Regions from separate parts of the Mus musculus genome. Here region 1 is linked to region 2. Evidence: chromatin contacts called from public Hi-C data. All regions are on one chromosome and are shown on one strand. Each heading gives the region's core, a stretch centred on a gene start, on an enhancer-like site or on the middle of the called end of the contact. The rest is flanking DNA. Distances are from core to core; before and after follow the strand shown.

Evidence for each region. A called contact is a pair of places that touch in the nucleus more often than the background predicts.
Region 1: a contact with region 2 is called in a Hi-C map of embryonic fibroblasts, with 9 times the contacts expected there. The contact joins two enhancer-like sites. A contact is called at or near these places in 1 of 39 promoter capture datasets (liver), 48 of 484 Hi-C or Micro-C datasets (the AML12 cell line, the G1E-ER4 cell line, the HL-1 cell line and 26 more) and 2 of 115 datasets of contacts at active chromatin or transcription factors (embryonic fibroblasts and fibro-adipogenic progenitors).

What each region holds. Positions count from the first base shown.
Region 1 is chr16:86,416,343-86,422,022 of GRCm38.p6, forward strand. No RefSeq gene overlaps it. Among named protein-coding and RNA genes, the nearest start is that of Gm32357, 180 kb to the left of the region's middle. Within about 2 kb of position 2,494, at least 6 of the 459 cell types and tissues checked have an H3K27ac peak or open chromatin away from gene starts, as enhancers often do. A contact at or near this core is called in embryonic fibroblasts and tail fibroblasts, where this site is marked.
Region 2 is chr16:86,300,916-86,307,164 of GRCm38.p6, forward strand. No RefSeq gene overlaps it. Among named protein-coding and RNA genes, the nearest start is that of Gm32357, 68 kb to the left of the region's middle. Within about 2 kb of position 3,151, at least 32 of the 459 cell types and tissues checked have an H3K27ac peak or open chromatin away from gene starts, as enhancers often do. A contact at or near this core is called in embryonic fibroblasts and tail fibroblasts, where this site is marked.

The sequences.
Region 1 (5,680 bases), core at 1,244-3,743, 110 kb after region 2:
AGTTATTAAAGTCCTTCTTGATGTACTCTACCATCATCATGAGATATGCTCTTCAATCCAGGTCTAGCTTTTCGGGTGTGTTGGGGTGCCCTGGACTGGGCAAGGTGGGAGTGCTGGGTTCTAATGATGGTGAGTGGTGGTCTTGGTTTCTGTTAGTAAGGTTCTTATGTTTACCTTTCACCATCTGGTAATCTCTGGAGTTCGTTGATTTAGTTGTCTCTGGTTAGAGCTTATTCCTCAGGTGATTCTGTTAGCCTCTATCAGCAGACCTGGGAGACTATATCTTTCCTCTGAGTTTCAGTGGTCAGAGCACTCTCTGCAGGCACGCTCTCCTCTTACAGGGAAGGTGCACAGATATCTGGCATTCGGACCTCCCTCCTGGCCGAATATGAAGGCCCAAAACAGGACCTGTCCCAGAAGCTGTGTTGTTTTGGCCTTTCACAGAAGCTGTTAGCTTCTGTAGTCCACACTCTCATCTGTGCAGACTACTCTAGGCAGAATCCTGGAACCATCAATTCTTATTGATATAATTTTTGTCAGATTAGATAAATATAATCATTTCAATATATATTCAGAATAACATTAACATGATAATTTACAGTACTTTTATGTTGGAGTCTTACGTGAATTTCACAAAAACAGCATTTCATTTCAGAGGAGCCATGTTCCAAGTGGCTGATGGGCACTTCTAGCTTTTGGATACCCATTCCTTATAGTGAGGTGTGCATGTGACCATTGTGAAAGTCGCCAGTGATCAGTGTGTTCTTTCTTTCTACTCTTGTAGAAAGAAAGTCCTGAGCATTCAGAACAAGCAAGACTTTCAGCAATCCATAAATCACATTGTTGGGAAGCTCAAACATGGTGCTTAGCCACAGAATCACGGGTACTGAATTAGCAACACCTGATAGTGTGACAGTAAAGCCTCTCTACACGGAATTAAAGAGAAGTTTTGAACGCAGAAATAATGAACTAAAAGGAAAACTATATCAACTCCAGGTTACTAGGTGACAAAAGCCTAGGGACAGGTTCTGAGTGGTCAGAGAAATAAGTTTTCAGCACATCAAAAGGGAACAGGGAGAAAGAGGAAAGGGCAGAAGATAGCAAGGAAAGGGACTATATTTCCTTCATATATATTCCTATATGAAGGAAAAGAACAGATAACCCTACAGACATAAGAATGGGCAAGGAAAGAGAAAGCTACCAATTTTCAGTGATAAAGAGGAAAATAAGTTTAATAGTAAATATTCATGTATTTAGGTTAAACCCTGAGCTTGAAAAGGTGAGAAACAACCAGCTCAGACTTCCCTTTTAGAAATAATTGTATAGGGGTATTGTAATACACAAAGCCATTCCTATGTTTAATGTGTATAATTCATCATGACTACCTTTGTGTGGGCAGACTACAGACATTACCATTATCTAGTTTCTGAGTAATTTTTTTTCACCTTCAAAAGAAACTCCCCACTGCCCTTCCCCCTTTCCTTCTTTCAAGCCAGAGGCAACCTTAATCCATCCCCATCTCTAGGATTTCCCTCTTCTGGAGATTTTATACAAAAGTAGAAGACACTAAAAGTAATTTGAATGGATTCTTTAAAGTGAAAGTTTCTCAAGACTTATCTAGGACATAGTATGAATTACTATTCATTTACTTTTAATGCTGCAAAATATTCTATCTTATAAACATAAAGGATTTTATTATTTATTGGTAGATAAAAGCAGCTTCCCTAGAAATACTTTATCCATCTCACATACATGAAATTACAGGCACACACATAAAGTTCCTGTGGGGTTGTATGCTTATGGACTTTGGCTATATATCTTGGGATGAGTCTTCTGGACTCATGCAATCTCTATGTTTCCTACTTTGAAGAAATGCTGAGCTTTCTGTTCATTTGTTTTGTTTTGTTTTTTAAGTATGACTGCCCTGCCTCAATATACTGTGGTCCAAGAGATTGTTACAGCATGCTGACCGTTATTAGCAGTGGGCAATGGGCCCTGAAGTCCTTGTAGCTTCCCTATTTACCATTGAAATGGCAGTTGGCAATGCACTAGAACCATGATCTGTGGTTCAGTGCCCAAGTTCACTCCTGATCTTAGTGGGGAAAGGTAAGTGGTCAAACTCCATCTTGTCTCTTGCTAACTGGCTTGAGATTTTGGAACTACTTGAATGTTACATCTTATGCTAACCTCACTTTCAAGGCCTGAGAACAGCGACCATTAAACAAAGCAAAAAAAAAAAAAATTTTTTACAGACAAACCCTTCTTATATAAGCAGTTATGCCTAATTGTACTCAAGAGAACATATCTTGGTTTTAGAATGTTTTGATTCGAATTGGTTTACACTGGAACTAGGCCTACTCCCTACCATTGCAAGCATCACTTGAAAGTTCAGCTGCAGTTTCCAACACCTGAGTCATCTTCTGTAGCCATCCCTCTGTGCACTGCAGAAGTAAGTATTCTAGGCATCATAGTTTCCTTTACCTTGTGAGAAACATGGAAAAGGATTCCTTTAAAGTGTTGTTAAGGTACCAAATAAGGATGTATTAGATCATGGGAACATGCTGAGTTTTCATAGTCTTAGTCATAGCAAAGAGACATGCCCCAAATGTCTTCTTATGGGAAGTTGTTACCTAGTGCAATTTGACTTGAAGCCACGGAAGGAATTAGATGATTAATGCAAGAAAATGTGTGAGGCATAGGTTCCAACGTGTGATTCACCTTGCTGCAGAACCTCTGAAATAGTGGAGAAATTTGGTGTGAAATTAACCTGTTAGTATAAACATAGATCATCTTTCTCCACTATATAACATCTGAGTATAAAAAGGAACATTAATTTAATGCAGAAAATATCCCTTTAAGCACAGAACGTAGGTTGTGTAGACAACCAAATGTCCGTGGCTTCCTAGCCAATCTGTCAAGCTGAATTGACAAACCTCAGGTTCAGTGAGAAGCCCTGTCTAAAAAATTGGATAGAGAGACATTGAGAAGATGTCTAATGTTTTCACCTGGCCCCCTAAAGCTCAGAAGCTCATGGACACTCCTACATAGCTGCATGCACCCACACATAGCTTTGCACATTCATACTAACAAATGCGCACACGTGCAGTTATTCGTTGATTTGTATTAATATGGGATTACTGTGAAATCAAGAAAAAGTATTTTTCATACAGAACTTAAACTCTGTTCAAATCATATCTCAAATGTTTGAACGAGGTTTGAAATGACGTGTTAGATATTTAATTTGTAATAAATTGTGCTGTGATTTTAAGTTAAGGACTCATGGACGTTTATAGTCCAAGGTTTCCCCCTGGTGGCCACCTTGTCAACAACATACCAGGATAGAAGACGGAGAGGTGCTTTCTTGAAGCACTGCTTTAGCAACCCTATAGGTGGAACAACAATATGAACTAACCAGTACCCCCAGAGCTCCTGTCTCTAGCTGCATATGTAGGAGAAGATGGCCTAGTCGGCCATCATTGGGAAGAGAGGCCCCTTGGTCTTGCAAACTTTATATGCCCCAGTACAGGGGAACGCCAGGGCCAAGAAGTGGGAGTGGGTGGGTAGGGGAGCAGAGAGGGGGGAATATAGGGAAATAAAGGGAGGTTATAAGGAACTAAAGAAAATATCTAATAACAAAAGAAAAGAAAATGAAAACACAGAGGTTTCGTCCTATAGAACCTGAGTACTGGGATTTTTTTAAGAGAAAACACTACATTTCTTTGTTGGTTGTTGTTGTAAATATATTTATTCATATAATTAATTATATATCATATACTGTTTTGCTATGAAAATCTAAAGACCTTCCATTTTCATAAATTTTGAATTTAAAAATACTTTTATTTTTATGATCACACTTACTATACTTTTTTTTTTTTTCACTTAAGCAGAATTACTAATGCATGGCCTCATATCAAATCCTTAAACCGATGGTCAACAAGGTGTTCACCATTTCTTTTATGTTTTCAAAATGCATATGGCAACTGACATTCTATCTCAATCTAATCCATGATCTGTGGTTCTGAGTAACACGATGTCTTTTGTGCTTTAACTTAATAATATTAATGTGAGTCATGTTTACACTGTTTGCTGAGATATGTGTGCTGGTCAGACTAGGTACAACTCTCAGAGACTCATTTGTTTAAATGCTTGGCCCATAGGGAGTGCCACTATTAGGAGTATGGCCTATGGTTGCTGGAGGAAGTATGTTCACTGTGAGGGTAAGCTTCGAGGTTTCCTATGCTCAAGCTATGCCCAATGGGGCAGACAGTCCCCTGCTGCTGCCTGCAGATAAAGATGTAGAACTCTCAACTCCTTCTCCAGCCCCATGTCTGCCCGATGTTGCCATCCTTCTGACTGTGCTGATAATGGTCTAAACCTCTGAAACTTTAAGCCATCACCACTTAAATGTTTTTTTCTTTAAAAGAGTTGCCATAGTCATATTATCTCTTCACATCAATGGAACGTCTATGACACAACTTAAGTTCTGTACTTGTGTGACAAAATGAATTAACAAACATTATAATTATTTTAAAACAGAGCCTTGGTTATGATGTCATTTGGAAATGATAAAGGTTTTTAAAGGTCTGCTCCAAAGCACTTAATAAGCTATGAACTTCCTATGAACTTCCTTGTCACAGAACAAGCATTTGAAAGAAAGAATTTTGATGTTTGAACTTTTAGGAGCTTGACTAAAAACCCTGGTAAGATGATCAAAATGAAACACATTCATTTGCTCAAGGATATTACCACTTGCTCCCTTTGAAAATGACAGAATACTGCCACTAACATCAAGTAGTATAATCAGAGAAGAGTATAACAAAACTGTCTCTTCACTATTGTCTACATAGAAAAACTTCATATTCATACTCATTCTTTTTTAGTAAAATTGATATCCAATCATTCTCAGAAAAGGAAACAACATGTAAAACAATGTTTTCTCTTAACCACCGCAACAGTTTTGGATTTGGTGTCTGCAAACATGATGGATCCCCAGGTGGGCATTCCATGGTTGGTCCTTCTTCCAGTCTCTATTCCTTTTTTTTTTTTTTTTTTTTTTGTCCCTGTTCTTCTTTTGGATGGGAACATTTCCTGCTTAAAAAATTTGAGATGGAGCAGGCATGGTGGCACATGCCTTTAATCCTAGCACTCGGGAGGTAGAGGCAGGCAGATTTCAGAGTGAGAGGCCAGCCTGGTCTACAGAGTGAGTTCCAGGACAGCCAGGGCTGCACAGAGAAACCCTGTCTCAAAAACAAACAAACAAACAAACAAACAAACAAAAAATTTGAGATGGGTGGCCCCATCTGTGGACCAGGGGTCGTGCCAATTTACTGGAAATGGTTCCTTGGAAGGTCCTGCCAGCAACTGACCAAGGCAGATCTGGTTGCTTGTAGCCAACCATCAGGCTGAGCTCAGGTAACCTGGTGAGGGAGCTGGCAGAGGACTGGAAGAGTGGATGGGGGTTGCAAACCAATTGGAAGAACAGCATAGGCTGGCATGACCACCCAGTTCTCCCAGAGACTAGACTACCAATCAATAAGTGTACCTGGTGGGATCCATGGCTCCATATATACTTGTAGCAGAGGATGGCCTTGCCTGACAGCAATGAGAGCGGTTGCCATTGGTCCAGGTGAGGTTTGATCCCCCAGAGTAGGGTGATGCTGGAACAGTGGGGCAGAAGAGT
Region 2 (6,249 bases), core at 1,901-4,400:
ACACACACACACACACACACACACACACACACACACACCAAATATAATCCATGACAGTTGGTGGAGAAAAGTTGAGGTGCAGTCCAAATAGTCCCTATCTGTGTTGCCTTTCACACTCACTAGTGTAAGTGTGTGAGCAGCAATATTGGGTTGTTAATTGTGAAGTAATTTGGTTTTTTTTTTCTGAGCAATGTAAGATTTACTTTTCTAATAATAACCATAAAAAATTTAAAACATGCTTTTGGAAAATCATTGGCTACCTACACAGTAAGTGCTCTGGACAACTCCGGGATTTCAGGAAGGTATTACTTTCTTAATTGTGTAAAGTATTTAAGAAAAGAAATGTGCTGATGAAGACTGCAAACCTACTTTATAACATGCTTATCAGTGACTTCTACTGTAAGTTGTACTCTAGAGATTTCAGTATGGAATCACACCATTACCCAGGCTGTAATGGCATTATCTGTCCAGGTGGAAAGATAATGTCCAGGGAGTGTGAAAATCAAGAATTTCATTTTATAAGAAAGTGATGTGGACAATTTCATTGCTTAGGACTAGTTGTTTCCCTTGAATTTCTGTGAATAATCACAGCTGATCTGCAGAACTCCTATATCATATTGAAATTCTTCGCTCAAAAAATTGGTTGTGCAAATATGACCTGACATAATATCTCTAATCTTAACAAAATTATTTTTATACAATTGGGATTAGAGTAATTTAGTAAGAGACAGTTAGTTCAAAGCATTTTTAAAATGAGACTATTTAGTCTCATTTGTTAGATCACTGGAGCCTCCATAAGAAATACTATAAATAAGGTTTCTTAAATGTATTTGCTTACAGTAATTCCAAAATAGAGGATATGAGTCCTCTTCAAGTGAGTCCTTTTTCCTGAATTACAGATAACTGCATTCTGTTTGTTCTCACAAGCTCACAGAGAGTAACCAGGTTTTCTTCTTTTAGGAACATCGGCCTTATAAGATCAAAGCTCTAAGCACATGATGTCTTTGAACCCTAATTCATACTTCCTTTAAATAAAGCTTTGGATAAAGAGCTACCATCTACAATTTTTTTTCAGACATGAGACTCTGTCCATTCCATTGCATTACTCATAGACTCATTTTCATACATTATCACATACAAAATGCAGTCAAACTTTGCTCGTTCCAATATTAATAGTAAATACTAGAGTCTTGAGGCAAAAGAATAGTTTTCTTTGGCTTGGTGTCCATCCCTCCCAGCCATCTCCACCCTGTTCCTGAGGTGGGAGTGCTAAGTGTTTAAGCTGTTGTTGCTGGAGGCTCAGTCCTTCCCTTTACTTGAAGACCACGCATACCATAGCTTTATTGGAGACTTATAAAATTCTACAGCCTCGATTAAGTTCTACAGCCTACCTTCCTTCCATCCTTCCCTACAGCCTCCTCCATTCCATTATTTCCAAATGATGATGCTCCTCTGGATAGAATTACATTTCTTCCCTTGAGGTGGCTCATTTAACTGATGAATTATATTCATGTTCTCTCTCTCTCTCTCTCTCTCTCTCTCTCTCTCTCTCTCTCTCTCTCTCTCTCTCACCAGATATCATTCACTCTGTCTACACAAGCTCAGATGTTCACAATAAGATACAAAGGACCAGGGTCTTAGATAACATGAATGCACTGGCCCAAATATGTGCAGTCCAGAAGTCCAAGTTAAATGGCATTCAACTCAACTCCTGTTTTTCTGGTGGTGTTCTCAGTATGTCTTCTCATGGGGATGGAAGCAGAGCCCTCTAGTGTCTTTTATTATAATGACACTAATCCTTTAGGATTAACCTCTGCAATGAGTATTATAGCTTCAATTTATAGAATATAAGGGGGAGTAATTCAGCTCCTCACATCATATTATCTATCTTGGCACAGCACTTTTAAGTTTTTTGTATTCGGTTTGATGTTTAATCCTATCAGAATCTCTAAAACCATCCTAGGCTACTCAAACCCACATTACCTTCAGAAGGTCTTGTACATCTCAGAACTGTTTCCTTGGCACAAAGTGGAGAGTGTAGTTATATGTTAACTATCTGCTACATTCCATTCGGCCAACGCAGTGGACTAATTTTCCCATGTCTGTTTCACATGTGGGTTCCTGTTGAATGGGCCCTCTCTGTCTGCTTCCTAGGATTCTTTAACATTACTATGCCATCTACAAAAGCCAGAGAGGCCATTTCCTGAATACCTATCTACTTTCTATACTTTAAGAACCTCACAATGTAGGTTACCTGGATATGTTTCTGGTTACTGGAGAATAATTCTGTTAAATAACGAGGTTTAGTACTGTTGTATCTGTAGGTATCTGTTGCCTGGTTAATGCAATGCAATATAATGAGTTGCCTCATAGCCTACCCGCATATGATCCCACTATGATGGACGATATCCTTATTTCTTTAAGTTTATTTTGATGAATATTTTGTCACAATAGTAAGGAAAGTAATTAATTCAGGTAATTGGGAACAATAAGTTTGGATGTTAGAGTACAGGAGAGCAAAATGCCAAAAGAAAAATAGAAAGTGATATCTTGATTCCTACTTTCTCTATTCATTCATTCATGCATTCATTCATTTATTCATTCTGTCTAATCCAATATGTAGGTATTTAAGTCTCCTCTCCATCCCGTCCTCTCAGATCCCATATCACCTCTCCTCTCCCCCAGACCCAGTGTTCCTCCATTTCCCTTCAGAGAAGAACAGGCCTCCCTGTGGTATCAAACTTGGTACAATAAGATTCAATAATACTAGGGATATGCCCTCCTTCAAGGCTAGATGAAGTCCTACGGTGTGGCAAAAGAGTCAATGGCACTGCCCACTGCCATTGCTAGGAGTCCAACAAAACTCAAGGTAAATAACTACAGCATGTATGCAGAGGATATGGCGCAGACCCATGCAGGATCCGTGGGTGGCTGCTGCTTCAGTCTCTATGATCTCTGATGAGCACGGCTTAGTTGTTACTGATGGCAGTGTTCTGGTGTCCTGTACTCCTGGGTTTTCAAAGGGTCACAAGGGACTGTGTTTTCCAGTCCACAGATGAGGAGTCATTTTAGCAAGATACTGCACATACTGCATTCTCTCTGTGTCCTAAGAATCTGAGTCAGATTGAGGTCACAAGCATGAAGGAATTTAACAAAGTCTCAAGACCAAGGAATTCAGGCTATGTCGCAGTTGCTGTTCATTCACATCTTCTGCTCTACCATGAAAAAGAGCAGGAAGTGGAACAAAGAAGATGTGAGCATGTATCATTTGGTGGGAAGGAAGGAATCTAATTTGTAGCCAGACTGGAGAGACTGCAGACTGTTCTTGCTGAGGACTTGAGTTGGATGTTCAGCATTCAAGACAGGTGGCCCTCAACTGCCTTTAATTTCAACCTGTCTAGACAAATGGTAGAAATTTATGGCATGCAAGTAATGTTTGGATGCTAGGATACTATGTTTAATTTTTATCGTTAAGTTGGGAGGATATAGAATTAATTATTGGAGACTGAGTAAGGAGACAATATGGGAGGAAATGACATCTTTTTTTGTTTGTTTGTTTGTTTTTGTTTTTGTTTTTTGAGATGTGGTTTCTCTGTGCAGCCCTCGCTGTCCTGGAGCTCACTTTGTAGACTAGGCTGGCCTCAAACTCAGAAATCTGCCTGCCTCTGCCTCCCGAGTGCTGGGATTAAAGGCGTGTGCCACCAAGCCTGGCACTGGAAATGACATATTCTTAAACTTTAATTAAAAAAAAAAAACAATAAAAATAAACAAAGTAAACATAATCTGCCCCAGAAGAAAACAAATTCACAAACTAAGACTATTCATTCTTTGAAATCTGTGAAATTACAGTTCTCTTTCTTTCATGGCTCAACTACAATTATCTACTGATTTCCAGGGGTCTAGCTTTGGGCAGTGTTATTTTCTGCATCATGGACATAGAAATCCTCTTAAATCAGTTGTGTAAAAGATATGGGTATAAGGAGGAAATACCCAGGGAGCTGGGCGGATCTGCAACCCTATAGGTGGAACAACAATATGAACTAACCAGTACCACCACCACCCCCCTACCCCCCTCCTTGGAGCTCGTGTCTCTAGTTGCATATGTATCAGAAGATGGCCTGGTCGGCCATCAGTGGAAAGAGAGGCCCATTGGTCGTGCAAACTTTATATGCCTCAGTACAGGGGAACGCCAGGGCCAAGAGGTGGTAGTGGGTGGATGGGGCAGTGGGGGGGGGGGTGTGGGGGACTTTTGGGATAGCATTGGAAATGTAAATGAAATAAATACCCAATAATAAAAAATAAAAAAAATGAGATTATATTAGAAAAAAAGTTTAATGATGCTGTTGTGTACTTCTCTAAACATAGTTAAACTATTCATAAAAGAGAGAAACATTTTTACACTATTATCAACAGAAAACATTTAGAATACTTTTTTAGACATCAAAAAGAATTTTTTTTGAATTTTGTCTTTTTTTCTTTTGTGACTAGAAACAAAGCAACTTTATTTGGAGGGTGCTGGACTTTTAATGTTATATTTATTGATAATCTTTGGAATGAGGTTTCTGTTATATATCAGATCAGCCTAATATTCAAGTATAATTGAAGGAAGATAAAATCATGTATCTGTGCCACAGTGTTTAAAAACAAAGTCATCATAATCAATTAGTATTTGATATTAAACTATACATTACCTAACTTATATGGCACATTCTTCACACATTGCTACTCTGTTCATTTTATTAAATGTTTCATTTGTGCCAGTCAAGTTATAGTTGTTGCAAAGAATACTAAACATCAAAAATCAGCCTTGACTAGATAGAATCTATTTACATAACTATAACTAGATCAATTAAACTGTGGAACTGCCCTCATAGTAGTCCTGTGAAGATACAAATTACATAACTGCAAAGACTGAGACATCTTAAAGAGTTAGAGAATGCCTTCTTAGTAAAGAAACGTTTGATCTAATAGTTAAATGTTAATGGATGTTACCTGTGGATAATGACAAATACAGGATAGTGTTTTTGATGTTCAGAAGTGAAGGAACAGTATGTGTTGATTTAAAGCTAAAACCTCTAGACCTATATGTCATTTCTGATTAAGAATTTAACTCTTTCATTTGCAACTAATCCCTGCTGGGTAAAGGGAAATTAGTTTTTCAATGAACTGTCACTGGGTACAGGAACCATACACAAAGCCCAGGAGTGACTGACCAACTCAAGATGGCCTCTCGGTTTCTCTTTGGACTTTTTTCTTTGTATTGAATTGTTTTGGTCTGTTATTATTTGTCTTATTGGTTTTATTCGTTTTGATTTTTGAGAGACAAGGATGGAGAGAGGAAGAATGTAAAGCTGTGTGAGTGGGGAGGTGAAGAGGATCTGAAAGAAGCTGAAGGTGGGAAAATAGGATCACGGTGTAGCGTATGAAGAAAATATGAAAATATGCTGTAATTTTTTAAAAAGTACTTTCAGCTTTTCATGTGAAGCACATAAATAGTAATATTAATTGGGCTTTACAGTTCTGTATTTTAGGTATATGATGATTAAAAACAAGTTAGCTGAGCTGTCAGATCATCAGACCGTAATTAGGTCAAGAAGGATAGAGTGAGAATATTCAACATTATTGAGAGAGTAAGGATCACTTTATAATGCAGAAATGTCTGTGGCTGAGGCCATGAAAAGGTATACACCCTTCTACCCCTTATCTCAAAATAGTTATCCTCTGAGAAGTTCCTAGGTTCTACCTAATTTTAGAAATGGTAAAACAATACCAGAGTTTTCACAATAAGAGGAGGAGAACAATGGCCTTTCTCTACACAACGAATAAACAGGCTGAGAAAGAAATTATGGAAACAACACCCTTCTCAATAGTTACAAATAATATAAAATATCTTGGCGTGACTCTAACTAAGGAAGTGAAAGATCTGTATGATAAAAACTTCAAGTCTCTGAAGAAAGAAATTAAAGAAGATCTCAGAAGATGGAAAGATCTCCCATGCTCATGGATTGGCAGGATCAACATTGTAAAAATGGCTATCTTGCCAAAAGCAATCTACAGATTCAATGCAATCCCCATCAAAATCCCAACTCAATTCTTCAACGAATTAGAAGGAGCAATTTGCAAATTCATCTGGAATAACAAAAAACCTAGGATAGCAAAAACTCTTCTCAAGGATAAAAGAACCTCTGGTGGAATCACCATGCCTGACCTAAAGCTTTACTACAGAGCAATTGTGATAAAAACTGCATG